Linked DNA regions of Ovis aries: region 1 is linked to region 2. Evidence: chromatin contacts called from public Hi-C data. All regions are on one chromosome and are shown on one strand. Each heading gives the region's core, a stretch centred on a gene start, on an enhancer-like site or on the middle of the called end of the contact. The rest is flanking DNA. Distances are from core to core; before and after follow the strand shown. Region 1 overlaps ITGAX (integrin subunit alpha X). Region 2 holds the start of LOC101105208 (apoptosis-associated speck-like protein containing a CARD).

Region 1 (7,098 bases), core at 1,444-3,943, 140 kb before region 2:
AAGTGATACGGTTCCTAGGTCACACACGAGTTAGTCATTGCTACCTCACTGTACAGGCTTCCCACGTGGTGCAAGCGGTAAAGAACCCTCCTGCCAGTGCAGGAGAGGCAAGAGACTTGGGTTCAATCCCTGAGTCGGGAAGATTCCCTGGAGTAGGAAATGGCAACCCACTCCAGTATCCTTGCTTGGAAAATTCCGTGGACAGAGTCACTGGTGGGCTAGAGTCCATGGGGTCACAAAGAGTTGGACACAACTGAGTATGCATGCAAGCACCACTGCATATAAAATAGATTAAAAAAACAAGGATTTACTGTACAACTCAGGGAACTATATTCAATATATGGCAATAATCTATATGGAAAAGAATCTAAAAATATATGCTGCTGCTGCTAAGTCGCTTGAGCCGTGTTCGACTCTGTGCAACCCCATAGACGGCAGCCCACCAGGCTCCCCCGCCCCTGGGATTCTCCAGGCAAGAACTCTGGAGTGGGTTACCATTTCCTTCTCCAATGCATGAAAGTGAAAAGCGAAAGTGAAGTCGCTCAGTAGTATCTGACTCTTTGCGACCCCATGGACTGCAGCCTACCAGGCTCCTCCATCCATGGGATTTTCCAGGCAAGAGTACTGGAGTGGGGTGCCATTGCCTTCTCCACTAAATATATATATACCTACATAAATAACTGAATCACTTTGCTGTACATCAGAAGCTCACACACTGTTGTATATCAAATATACTTCCATAAAAAGGAAAAGAAAAGAGCACTAGTCCTGGCTTGTCCTTCCTTAATGAACTGCTTTCGGGCCTTCCAATCCCCTCCCTGGAGTGGTGATACTCACCATGCCAGTCTTGACAAGCTGAGAGGGGCAGCTGCCCACATATCCACCAAGCAGATTGATTCCTTTGCCAGGTATCAAGAGGGCCCATGGTAGAAAGGTATTTCCATCAGGTGCCCATCCCATGACCGGAAACCACAGGAGCAGCAGAAGACTAAAGTCAAGAAGACAGAAACGCAGTAGGAACTGACATGGGGAGGCCTTCCTCTTCTCTGAGAACTACACCTGTGGCCTGAGCCTGGGATGTTAATGTGGCTGCAGCTTTAGGAACTTGAGCAGGAGGAGGAACTTGCCGGGGGAGGCAGCACAGTCAGGTGTGAGGAGATGGATGGGCTGGGTGGGTAATGCCAGACCAGGACCCCACCTTCTCCCCTCTTTCCACGGTGTACATTCCATGCCAGGGAGGGTGCATTTCAACTGGTCCAGCTTGCAGCAGGACGACAGGATTCCAGCGGAGAAGCAATCCACCCATCCCAGTGGGGCATCCCATCACAAACTCTAGTAGATAACACCTCTCTCTGGAGCGATGCGGCTTGGTGGTCCCAGCAGTGCCCCATGATCCATGGTGAGAATCGGGGTGATGTCCATCTCTCATGACTCCCATACACTGAAGGCGTTGGGTGTCTCAGCAGGGTTCTTCAGTTTGGCAGATGGGGTGACAGTCCCTACTGGTTGTTATTCAAATGTATTAAAGGCTGGAACAGTCCTTTAATCACGTGACCAAGGTGGTTTTCAGTTCAGTTCAGTCTCAGTCGTGTCCAGCTCTTTGTGACCCCATGAACCACAGCATGCCAGGCCTCCTTGTCCATCACCAACTCCCGGAGTCCACCCAAACCCATGTCCTTTGAGTCAGTGATGCTATCCAACCATCTCATCCTCTGTCGTCCCCTTCTCCTCCTGCCCTCAATCTTTCCCAGCATCAGGGTCTTTTCAAATGAGTTAGCTCTTTGCATCAGGTGGCCAAAGCTTCAACATCAGTGCTTCCAATGAACACCCAGGACTGATCTCCCTTAGGATGGACTGGTTGGATCTCCTTGTAGTCCAAGGGTACTTGTTAGTAATTTAATCTGCTATTTTAATATTTCATTCTTCCATTTCTACCAACATTTCTGCCTGCAGTTTGTAAAGGAGACAGAACCTTCATTCAGTGTCATGTTCCTTCGCCCAGTCTTACATTTCATGACCTTTGAAATGTGACCCCCATCCCTGCCTACTCAGTGAGGGTACCTGTCCCTGGTACTCAGCCTCTCTAATTCCATAACTTTCTGGTTTATGTGGCCGCCAGGGAAAGCTCGGGTCACATTAGATGCAGTGTCCACACAAACCAAGTCATGTTTAGACCTCACTCAGAGGGAGGGGCCAATATAATCAATTTGCCAATTCCTCACCAGCTGGGAGCTCCCTCCAGTGGATGGCCCCAGGATCCTTTGGTTATTTAAAACATACAAGAAGTGTTGTTTCTGCATTAACCAAGTCAGTGTATTTCAAGGGCAATCCAGCATCATTGACAACACACCATTCCACGCGGGCACCACAACTGATTGTGCGTTGCTAGGGCTCATATCCGGGCTATAGCATCAGCTTCCTGATTGCCAGGGGTGTCAACATCCTCTGAGCCGGGACGTGGAGGACAGTGAGAACTGACTCAGGCTCTTGCAGGCAAACCCAGATGTCTTTCCACATATCCTGACCCCACCAGTGCTTATTCATGATCATCCACCCCCAGCTTCCCATTTTCTAAGCTGTAGGGTGAATTTCTTTAAAACAGTCCAACTGTCAGTGCAAAGTGTTAACATCCAGAGCTCACGAGCTCTCTGAGTTCAGCCCCCTGGTAGCTGTGGTTCATGCCTGTTTCCGTCCAGATGGTGTCAGTGTTGAGCTGAACAGTGACTGTAGACCGGTCACCCCAACCAGTACACCAGGCCTCAGAGGGAATCTCTCCCACTTCCTCCCTACAGGCCACAGGGGCAGAATTAGGGGCAGGGGAGTTTGGAGGGCAGGGTCTCCTCTGCTGCAGAGGGGTAAGACCCTTAGTCAAAGTGGGAGTTAGTGCTACAGCAGACATGGGTAGGTGACACATAGTTATCAACCGGTCCCTCAATAGGAAGGGAGGGTCTTACCATGATTGCTGATCCTTCATGAGAGACTTTACCTGGAGGAACGCTGTGTGCAGTGCTAGGAACTGCTGCTCTCTGCGGGTTTATGGGGTTTGTGCCTCCTTTCAGAACCAGGACCAAAATCCTAGGGGTACTCCCTCTTGCTGTCTCTGTGACTGTCCCCACCTCATACCTTCCAGAGTCACAGAGGCATCTGCCTCCCAGGAAGCCCTGCTTGGGGGACGCCCAGAGCTTTAATCTGCTTCACTAGTGTCTTGCCTTCTCAAAGGCGGCTCATCCCTCTGATCCCCAGTCCCATACGTGCCCTTACTTTCAGTTCAGTTGCTCAGTTGTGTCCGAATCTTTGTGACCCCGTGAACTGCAGCACGCCAGGCTTCCCTGTCCATCACCAACTCCTGGAGCTTGCTCAAATTCATGTCCTTTGAGTCAGTGATGCCGTCCAACCATCTCGTCCTCTATTGTCCCCTTCTCCTCCTGCCTTCAATCCTTCCTTTACCAGGCAGTATAAGAGATGGAAGCACTGTGCCAGGTGGGGAATATAAGTCCTCCAAACCTCAAACCCCCACAAAGTCTTGCACCTCCTTTGTATTCTTAGGGGTTGGAAAGGGTTGCTCCCCATCAATCACAGCTTCTGGGACAGTATGCACCTTACCTGACCAAAGTGAAAGTGAAAGTAACTTATTTGTGTCCTCCTCTTTGCCACCCCATGGACTTTATAGTCCATGGCCCTGGAATTCTCCAGGCCAGAATGCTGAAGGCTTTCCCTCCTCCAGAGGATCTTCCCAACCCAAGGATCGAACCTAGGTCTCCCGTACTACAGGGGTATTCTTTACCAGCTGAGCCACAAGGGAAGCTTACCTGACTAAAGGACTCCCCAAAACTACATGTTGATGCCTGGCCTTGACTTTTCTGTGGGTTCACCACCTATCGTCTTTCTCAAACATGTTCCAGCAGAATCTGCAGAGTGTCCTGAGCAGAGACAAGTCTTCCTCTGTTAATACTCTATCCTCGGTACTTCCCTGTTGGTCCAGTGGATAAGAATCTGCCTGCCAGTGCAGGGGACATGGGTTTGATCCCTAGTCTGGGAAGATCCCACATGCCTTGAGGCAACTAAGCCCATGCACCACAACTACTGAGCCCTCAAGCTACAACGAGAAAAAGCTGTATGCAGCAATGAAGACCTAGCGCAATCAAAAACTTTAAAAATAAGCAATAAAAAGATAGTCTATCATCAGTGTAATGAGCCCATTTTACTAATGTAGGGAAGGAGAACAGGAACAGACCTTGGGCTACCAAAGACATACAGTGAGGCGGTGCAGGCAGCCTTGGGGAGCACTTGAAAGGTGCACTGTGGCCCCTCCTATGTGACATCAAATTGATTTTGAGACTCAGTGGCCAGGGGTCTACTGGACCTCTTATGTGAAGGCCTTTTATCAGTATATGCCTTTATGCACTTTGTGGGCTCCTGTTACTTGCAGCCAAAAGCAACTTTCTGATACAGACGTTAACCTCACAGGTTGGTTTTATAAGCTTCTTGGAAATTACATTACTCGCACATGCTTTTGCTACATCAGCAACTTTGATTTATGCATCTGGGGTTTTTCTGTCTTCTGTATCTTCAGATGAAATTAATTGATCTTAGATGGGGCATATGTTGCAGTCATTCTAAGAAATCTCTGTGGCTCTATGTGAGAGGCCATTATACTTTGTTTGAAAATGACACAACAGCTTTGATAAAATTATGGTCCTACTATGGTAGATGACTATCCAGCAGTCAAGACTTGGAGCTTCCAATTCAAGGGGTGCAGGTTCGATCCCTGGTCAGGGAACTAAGATCCTACGTGCCACTCAGGCAAAAAATAAAATTAGTAAATAAATAAAACTAATTCTTGGTTGCTTAAAAAATCCTTTAAAAATAATGGTATGACTAGACAAAGTTTCATAATGGACAACAACCTAGGAACAAATAGATACCTGATCCAATAAAATCCAATTTTCAGATGCTATATTTCCTAGACACAGTTTAATTTCTCAGCTCACAATCACTCAACCCAGCACTCATACACGTCTATAGTAATGTGAAGTGCAATCTCGCTCAGTATTGATTTTGATGACATTGTTCTAGTTGCACCAATTCTTTTTTATTTTTTAATCACAATATTTATCCCTTGATGAATAATTTTTGAGCCATTGATCCATTTTTGTGATTTGGGGATAGAACACAACACAATGGAAACCATGAAAATTGCACATATAATGAAGGGAAACAATCACACACACAGGAAAATTAAATGAAAATAGCACCATTGCCTGAATGTTAAACTACCGTCCTTGGAGCCCAGGGACAAGCTTTAGGAGCACAATTTTAAGGATATGGCAGGATTTCTGTGAAAGTCACTGGGATCAAATGTGTGAGATGCACGGGTTTAAAATTGTTTCTTGTCTTTTTTTCCCCCCTCTAAACTAGCATTTAGGAAACCTTTGGAGGTTCGTGGCACATTTTGAAAAACAGCACTCTAAAACCCAGTTCTCATAAGGTCTAAATTGGAGCCCAGCTTAATGAATTTCATCATAACTGGTCCTTCTGGAGATCCCCAAACTTCCAAATTCAAAAGGGTTTGGGACCCTATGGTGGATGGGGTGATAATTTGGGGTGGAGGTGAAGGAATGGCTTCCCCTCAAATCACATGGTCAACTGCCTCCCCTTCTGTTTTTCTAATTAAAACATCCACGTGGCCCAAGCACCTTATTGGAGGCAGCAGTAGGATCTGTCCAGTGAATGGCCTGCTGTGTGTTGACTCCCAGCTCGGCACCAGGCACCACATTGACCGTTATGCTGAGATAGGTGGCATTATAATAAGAGTGACCTTATTTGGGGGCAGCAGGTGCCTGAGAGAGGACTTCAAAGTGCCAACGATATGCAAACGATGTCATCTTCAGTACATCCCAGGGTTTGTAAGAAGCATCTGTGTATTGTTTCACAAGCTGGGGAGTTCCGAAGTTACGCTGTGAGTAAGGGGGAACCACCGAGGATGGATGAGGATGTGTGCCAGGTTTAGTACTGTATTTTAGGAAGATCATCGGTGGTTAGTGGAGGAACAGAGACTGGAGCCTGAGGCTTTTGTCCATGGATTTCTAGGTAGAAATTCCAAGTCAAGTCCTCAGGTTGCACAGCAGGGATCCTGTCCTGGGATTTCCAGTTGGAGCCTTGACAAGACCAATGCCTCCTCCCAGGCAAGGTGATTTGTGCAAACACATTGCATCCTCCCAAGGACAGAAAGCAGTTGATCCCAGCTCCCCTCGCTTGGAATGCTTCTTCCCCATCAGGCCTGACTGGGGTGACAGTAACAAGTCTAGGGCATCTCTTAGGGGAGAGCAGGTTCAAAGGAGAACAGGAGGTAGTTTCTTATCGGGCAAAAGTGAGAAGGCCAGGGAACCTCTCTAAGACAATGGGAGGTAGTATCTTATTGGGCAACTTGGGGGTCTCCTGTCTCATTTTCTGGGACAGTCTGTTTGTTTGCTCCTTCCATCATTTCCCTGTACTGACGTTTGAAGAAACCAACCTGTTAGGGAGGAAGGAGAAAAAAAATCAGGAAGTCCAGTGGACGGGAAGAAAAGAGATGATGGAGGGGATCAGTGATCACCATCTCTGGAACCCTATGTTCCAGCACTATACTAGGAACTTTAAATAAACAGTATCATTTAGACTCTGCCATAGTTCTGTGAGCTGGGTAGCACCACCTTCAGAATGAGAAACCAAGACCCATCATGAACCAAACACATGCCGATGGCCAAGGAAAGAATCAGTGGTGGCATCAACATTAAATCCAGGGCTTTCACGTTCTAATTTGCCTTCCAGGGAAACATGTAAAGAGGTGAAGAAGAGCGGAAAAGAAATAGAGACAGATTAGAGGAGGCTTGAGAATCAGACAGAAAGACATGGAGTCCACTGGGGACAGGTGATGTCACCGGCGGCTTCCCTGGTGGCTCAGCAGAAACGAATCCACCAGCAATGCAGGAGATATGGGTTCGATCCCTGGGTTGGAAGGATCCCCTGGGAGAAAAACTTGGCAACCCATCTCAGTATTCTTGCCTGGAAAATCCCGGGGACAGAGGAACCTGGTGAGCTGCAGTCCATGGGGTCGCA
Region 2 (7,443 bases), core at 1,650-4,149:
CAGGGCCCATTTTTTTATTATTTCTTAGAAAAAGTGACTCCTGATGCATCTTGGAGGAGAGCAGGAACCTATCAAGCAGACCAGGAGGGGAAAGAGGCCAAGCAGAGAGCAGCTGCTGCACATGCAGAGGTCCAGAGGCCAACGGTGCTGCTGAGGCAGTTAGCAAGCGCTTTAAAGGCCAAGCCAGAGAGCTTGGACTTGATTCTGGGGGCACTGAGATCATAGGAGGCTTTCAAGCACAGGAGGGACAGGATCAATATGTGGACTAGGAAGATGTAGCCTTCTGGCCACAGTGCACAAAAATCAATGAAGAAGCTCAGGGAACACTGGCTGCTGGACCATAAGTGCCACCCATGGTGAGGATATTGGTACACAGTACTCCCCAGCCCAGCACATGGAGGGCAGCATGCACATGGATGGGGAGCAGGCCCTGCTACTCTGCCGGAAGCTCTTGAATACAACGTGTTGCACATAAACACAGCCTCAGTCATTTCTTCATTCAGCAAATCTTCACTGAGTATCTGCTGTCTCAGGCACTCTTTTTTAAAGTCAAACTCTATTTTATTTTTAATTTGTATTTGGTTGTGCTGGGTGTTTGTTGCTGCTTGTGGGCTTTCTCTAGTTGTGGCAAGCAGGGGCTATTCTCTGGTGGCTGTGCATGGGCTTCTGCTTGAGGTGGCTTCTCTTGTTGCAGAGCACTGGCTCGAGAGCACATGGGCTAGCTGCCCTGCAGCATGTGGAATCTTCCCAGACCAGGGATGGAACTGTGTCCCCTGAATTGGCAAGTAGATTCACCACGGGACCACCAGGAAGTCCTGCTAGGCACTCTCTTGATGCTGGAGATTCATCAGTGAACCAGGCAAGGTCCCTGCCCTCCTAGAACTCATGTTTCGGTGGGGAGATGGGTACCCACTAAGTGAATAAATGTCTAATAATGTCAGGATCACAGCACTGGAAGGAATGGCAATCGTTACAACCCAGCTGAGAGGGGGGAAATGTAGGACTCCTATACCCACCTAGGAAAGAGAGCCAGGATTAAAACTGAAGACTGTATGGCTTCAAGCCCACAGCAGTGAAAGTGTCGAGTCCTAACCACTGGACTGCCAGGGTATTCCTGAAACTGCCTCTTTCTAAAGAGCTTATGTGGAAGGTAGGGCTTCCCTTGTGGCTCTGCTAGTAAAGAATCCACCTGCAATGCAGAAGACCTGGGTTCGATCCCTGGTTTGGGAAGATCCCCTGGAGAGGGGAACGGCTCCTCACTCCAGTATTCTGGCCTGGAGAATTCCATGGACTGTATAGTCCATGGGGGTCACAAAGAGTTGGACACGACTGAGCGACTTCACTTTCACTATGTGGAAGGTACACTTTTAGTTACTGGTATCTCCCTTGAGTCATGAGGCCTATTCACTCATTGTTGATCCCATAAAAAATTTATTGAGCTCCTTTAGGCCCAGCACTGTCCTGGATGCTGCAGATTATAACAATGAGCTGGGCAAGCATATTGACAGCCTGTCAGGGAAGACTGATGCTAAACAAATGCACAGAGCTAGTTGCAATTCACAGTCACAGTTGTTACGAGAGCTACAAATAAGTAGCAGGTGTTTTGAATTGGAGAAAGTCTGAACTTGGTCTCCAGAGAAAGTAACATTTCCCTTAAGACCTAAAATCTTGAGAGCTTGTTAGACAAAGAATGAGGGAAGAGAGTTCCAGGTGAAGGGAATAGCATGTGCCAAGGCTTGGAGAAGCAAAGGACCCTGGCACATTTGCGGAACTGAAAGGACAATGCAGCTGGAACTCAGAGACGGAATGGGGGCAGGATGTGGTGCAAGACAAGGCTGGTGTGGTCCACAGGGGCAGAGCAGCAGGGCCCTCCCAGCCACGTGAAAGGCAAGTGAAGGGTTCCAGCCTCGGCCTGGCCTCCAACATCAACCCACGCCACACTGCATGTACTCTTCTGGGTCAAGCCCCTTGACCCCAGAATGACTCTCTACCCATGACTTTCCCCTCAGCAAAGAATTTTCTCAACCATTACAAGTGTGTCTTGTGATCAATTTCCAAGAAATTCAGTTCCTGGGGGACCAAATCCTGGCTCTTCCAGGAGGTATTTGGCAAGGTTTCAGGCACCATCAGGTTTCCCTGGTGGCTCAGATGGTAAAGAATATCCTTGCAATGCGGGAGACCTGAATTCTCTCCCTGGGTCAGGAAGATCCCCTGGAAAAGGGAATGGCTGACAGGTGGACTACAGTCCATGGGGTCGCAAAGCGTCGGACACAAATGAGCAACTAACATGCTTTTTTCAGGTTCCATCAGGTAACCCATGTTATGTTGGAATATTTACAGAGTGGACAAAGGCGTGTTGTCATCCCCATTTTGTACATCAGGAAACTGAGGCTCAAAGAGAGAAAACACACACAGTTACCTCTACCCTCTTTTTGACACCTCATTTCTCCCCAGTTTGTGGAATTTGGGAAGCTACCTGGTTCTGGCTGTTAGGGTTCTGATTCTATGACATGTGAGAGGGGATGCTAAGATTTAGGGAAACATGGAGATTTCAGGGCTCTAAAATTCCATGAGTCGAAGCCCTGATGCTCCAGTAAACCAGGTTCCTGATTTAGCTAGCTAGTCCAAGCCTAGAGAAGCAGGCACCACCCATGAGCCCTTTTCCACTGGTCTCCTGGGTCACTCCTCAGAGATCAGCCAAAGGATGAGATCTGGACCCCCCCTCAGAGATCAGCCAAAGGATGAGATCTGGGCGCCCCCCGATGGCCAGGAGGGGACGGGAAGGCGCGGGATAGTAGTTAAGTCTTACACCCGAGGGCAACATTCTAGGGCAGAGACGGGAATTGAGAGAAGGCGGGGAGTTTCTGGTCCCGCCCCAGAGGAGGCTTTCCAAACGGCAGACACCCGGAGTGAGCGGAAGTGGCGGCTGCGGCGGAGGACCCCGGAGACATGGGGTGCACACGCGATGCCATCCTGGATGCTCTAGAGAACTTGACCGCGGACGAGTTCAAAAAGTTCAAGATGAAGCTGCTTTCAGTGCCGCTGCGGGAAGGCTATGGACGCATCCCCCGGGGGACCCTGATGCCCCTGGACGCCGTGGACCTTACCGACAAGCTCGTCAGTTACTATCTGGAGGCGTACGGTGCCGAGCTCACGGCGCTCGTGCTTCGCGACATGGGCATGCAGGAGGTAGCGGAGCAGCTGCAGGAGACCATGATGAGCAAGGGTGAGCGCGCCCCCGCCACACTCCTCCTAGGTCCAGGCCAGTCTCCCTCCCTTGATCTGCACCCTCCCAGCCCCAACGTTTGCCTCTCCAGGCACTTTCTCTTCCTGTTCCTCCTACCCCTTCATAAAAGCTTCTGCTGGGGAGACTTCCTGCACTGGGTACTGACCTTGGCTTCCAGACCGAGACTTCAGAAAGACTTGGAGACACCATTGAACATTTTCTTACAGGTGCTAGAAACGTGCCAGCTGAGGTCAAGGCCCCTCTCCAGAAGATAGCCAAGCCAGGTAAGGCCTTCAATCTCTGACCTCACCTACCTGGGCACCTCACCAGCCCCGCCCCACCACACCCCTGCACAGTCTAAATCTGTTGTCAAGGCCAAGAGCATTCAGGGCGTGCAAAGTTGGGCCAACTCTTCCCACTCACCTACCCACACTCCTGGGGCCACGTCTGGCTGTAAAGGAGGTAAAGTTAAGCGCATCCCACTCTATGTAGGTCCTGCTGAGCCCTGCCCCTTAGGTTTGCATTCGGGGCAACCTGAGGGAAAAGTGTTCAAGAGGGATAGACAGGCTCCAGTGCCCACCCTGGGTGCCAGCTCTGCCCCTCTCCTCCCTCTCACCCCAGGACTGCACTTTGTGGAACAGCATCGGGCGGCTCTCATTGCACGGGTCACAGTCGTGGATGAGGTGCTGGATGCCCTGTATGGGAAGGTCCTGACAGAGGACCAGTACCAGGCAGTGCGGGCAGAGCGCACCAGTTCGGATAAGATGAGGAAGCTCTTCAGCTTCGTTCCAGCCTGGAACATGACCTGCAAGGATCTGCTCCTCCAGGCGCTGAGGGAGACCCAGCCCTACCTGGTGGACGACCTGGAGCAGAGCTGAGGCGCCTTCTCCAGCAATGGCTCCCACATACCACCCCTGGCTGTTCCAGCCAACTTATCTGGAATCTCTGATTTTCTCATACACAATACATGAAAATCCCACTTGTACTTGGTGTGTTTTCCTACTTGCAGCCTGGAAGCACATGTGGACCTGAGCTACATATCCACGCACAGGGCAGCAAGGCTCCCCAAACACTTCACCCTTCCTGCCTCAGTCACATGGAATAGTCCCTCATTCACCATTTGGTGGCTCCTTCGATGCCACCCTAAAGGGTCTGCCCTTTAGACCTGTGAACCATCAGTTAACCCTGTGGCCAAGGTCTAAAAATTAAAATAGAGAGATGATCAAAGGGCCTGGAATTGTGGGGGGCCGAATTTGACAAGGAAGCCTGGCATGCTGCAGTCCATGGGGTCACCAAGAGTCAGACACGACTGAACAAGATCCGACCGATGCATTTAGAAACAGACTAGTCTACAAAGCTTCTCTTTCATTTTTCATAGGGAAAAAACTACAAAATTAGAGCCATTTTCAGGAGAAATGATGAAAGTGAAAAGTGAAAGTGAAGTCGCTCAGTTGCGTCTGTCTCTTTGCAACCCCGTGGACTGTAGCCTACCAGGCTCCTCCATCCATGGGATTCTCCAGCCAAGAATACTGGAGTGGGTTCCCATTTCCTTCTCCAGGGGATCTTCCTGACCCAGGGATCGAACCCGGGTCTCCCTCACTGGAGGCAGATGCTTTAACCTGAGCCACCAGAGAAGCCTAAAAAAAATAAGAATACTGGACTGGGTTGCCATTCACTACTCCAGGAGATCTTCCCAACCCAGGGATTGAACCCGGGTCTCCCACACTGTAGGCAGACGCTTTACCGTCTGAGCCACCAACAGGAGAACACAAAGCAAGTATTCCTAGGGTTCCTTCAGGCACTGACACCAGTGGGCTTGGCTGCTCCCTCCCACCCCCTGCAAAAAGGGATTATAGGTTACACTTTGCCCAGAAAACATGCCAAACACAAAAGCAAAACTTCAGGAAATGACTTCCAGCAGCTGTTTCTTCTCTTGATGGAATTGTGTCAACAAAAGAAAATAGTATTTATTTCTAGAAAACAGCACCTTAAGGAGTCTTTCCAGAGGCTGTTACAGAACCAGCATCCTAAGACCACATCCTGGGTACACTTTGCACCCCAATTCTTTCTGGCTTGGAGGGATGGATGCAAAGCAACAGGCAGACACCAAGGAGGCCAGATACTCCATACACAGGAGTCAGATCATCAGACTTGGGGATCCAGGTATGACAGTCCAGGTGTGCCATTCACAATGATACACCAGCACAGAATGAACAAAGCCATATGAAGGCTTCGCTTGGAATACCTTCCCTAGACACAAGAACTAGCAAATGCAGCATTTATTCTCCACGCCCACCCCCACCCCCACCACACACACACACACAGTCTGTGAAACGTTTCCCTACTCTGATTACTGAATCAGCCCGTGGATGGAGGAGCCTGGTAGGCTGCAGTCCATGGGGTCGCTAAGAGTTGGACACAACTGAGCGACTTCACTTTCACTTTTCACTGTCATGCACTGGAGAAGGAAATGGCAACCCAGTCCATTGTTCTTGCCTGGAGAATCCCAGGGATGGGGGACCTGGTAGGCTTCCGTCTATGGGGTCGCAGAGAGTCGGACACGACTGAAGCGACTTAGCAGCAGCAGCAGCAGCAGAGTGATTCAGGTGCATACCCAACTTAAGACACACATTGCCAGAGAGGATTTGGCTTTGCCACCTTGGTCAGATTGCCAAGGTTTGCAGAAGGAAGCCCTCCTCGTGGCTCTAACGGTAAAGAATCTGTCTGCAACACTGGAGACCTGGGTTTGATCCCTCGGTCAGGAAGATTCCCTGGAGAAGGGAACGGCAACCCACTCCACAATTCTTGCCTGGAGAATCCCAATGGACAGAGGAGCCCAGCAGGCTACAGTCCATGGGGCTGCAGAGTCAGAAACTACTGAGCAACTACACTGTCACTTTTTCCAGGGATTTGGCTTGCTGGTGACTCAGAAAGTAAAGAATCTGCCTGCAATGCGGGAAACCTGGGTTTGATACCTGGGTCGGGAAGATCCCCTAGAGAAGAGAATGGCTACCCACTCCAATGGACTTTCCTGGTAGTTCAGCTGGTAAAGAATCCACCTGCATTGCAGGAGACTCCAGTTCAATTCCTGGGTTGGGAAGATCCCCTGGAGACGGAACAGCTACCCACCCCAGTATTCTTGCCTGGAGAATTCCACGGACAGAGGAGCCTGGTGGGTTACACCCCATGGGGCCAAAGAATCTGACAGGACTAACACTTTTCACTTTCATTCAGGCAAAGAACACACAGGATGGGGCCACTCCCCTTCTAATTCTGGGAAAAACAAAATACCCATGGCTGATGTATGGCGAAAACCATTACAATATTGTAATAATCCTCCAATTAAAAAAAATAATAAAATAGCCATCAGGCTAAATCTAAGACAAGTTAACCCTGAGGGGGCTGCACTACAGAGCCCTAAGGATCCTGCGGGAACAGCTACTGGGAAGCAGCACGGGTGCAACGCTGCCACCCCGTGGCACACCTGCAGGACGCTACCCGAAGAGCCTGGCTCCTTGTTCCCTTGTTTTTCTCCTCCCTCCTTGGCATTCTCTATCCAGAATCGCCTGAGCTTGGTCCCCCACTACATACAAGGAATCGCCAATCAGACCCCATAGTCCTAACTCCTTTTCTGTCTCCAATCTCCATGTTAGTGGCTCTCAATCGTCCTTCCTGTTAAAACAGCCCTCCTCACTAGCACCATTACCCTGATTTAAGGTTGAAACCACAATCCAACAAGCTGAGAGCACGATCCATCCACAGAGCACTATTCCCAGACCCAATCTCATGACACTTCTGTTCCTGCCTCAAGAGTGTTAAGAATTTTTTTCCCAACAAGGAGTGACCTATGTATAGTAGAGGGAACTCTGCTCAAAGTTATGTCCCAGCCTGGATGAGAGGGGAGTTTACGAGAAAATGGATTCATGCATGTGTATGACTGGGTTGCTCTGTTGTGCACCCAAAATTATCACACGTGATTAGCTATACTTCAATATTTTAAAAAAATAGCAATTTTAGATTCAGTGGTCTCCTAAAGCTCTAACAGCCAACACCATAAGGACTGTGAACCAGACTTCTACAAGCCCAGAAGTCAAACCTGATGGCAAGTTCCACCTGACACTACTTCCTCAGTTCTTATACACCCAGCAGCACGAAGACCACTGCATGGGGAGGTGAACAGATTTTTGTGGAAACCTGTTGTCTAAAATTATTAACAC

Evidence for each region. Hi-C and Micro-C count contacts between places; a contact is called where the count stands out from the background.
Region 1: a contact with region 2 is called in a Hi-C map of tail adipose tissue, with 3 times the contacts expected there. The contact joins the enhancer-like site here to the promoter of LOC101105208 in region 2. A contact is called at or near these places in 5 of 16 Hi-C or Micro-C datasets (hypothalamus, liver, muscle and 2 more).

Annotation. Positions count from the first base shown.
Region 1 is chr24:27,941,881-27,948,978 of ARS-UI_Ramb_v3.0, reverse strand. ITGAX (integrin subunit alpha X) reads right to left here. Exons shown (of 30, transcript NM_001305890.1): 30 at 6,416-6,514. The coding sequence ends at 6,416. Among named protein-coding and RNA genes, the nearest start is that of ITGAX, 22 kb to the right of the region's middle. Within about 2 kb of position 2,693, at least 11 of the 54 cell types and tissues checked have an H3K27ac peak or open chromatin away from gene starts, as enhancers often do. A contact at or near this core is called in liver and tail adipose tissue, where this site is marked.
Region 2 is chr24:27,797,545-27,804,987 of ARS-UI_Ramb_v3.0, reverse strand. It overlaps LOC101105208 (apoptosis-associated speck-like protein containing a CARD), which reads left to right and starts at 2,899. Exons shown (of 3, transcript XM_004020924.4): 1 at 2,899-3,226; 2 at 3,454-3,510; 3 at 3,848-4,211. The coding sequence starts at 2,950. The coding sequence ends at 4,104.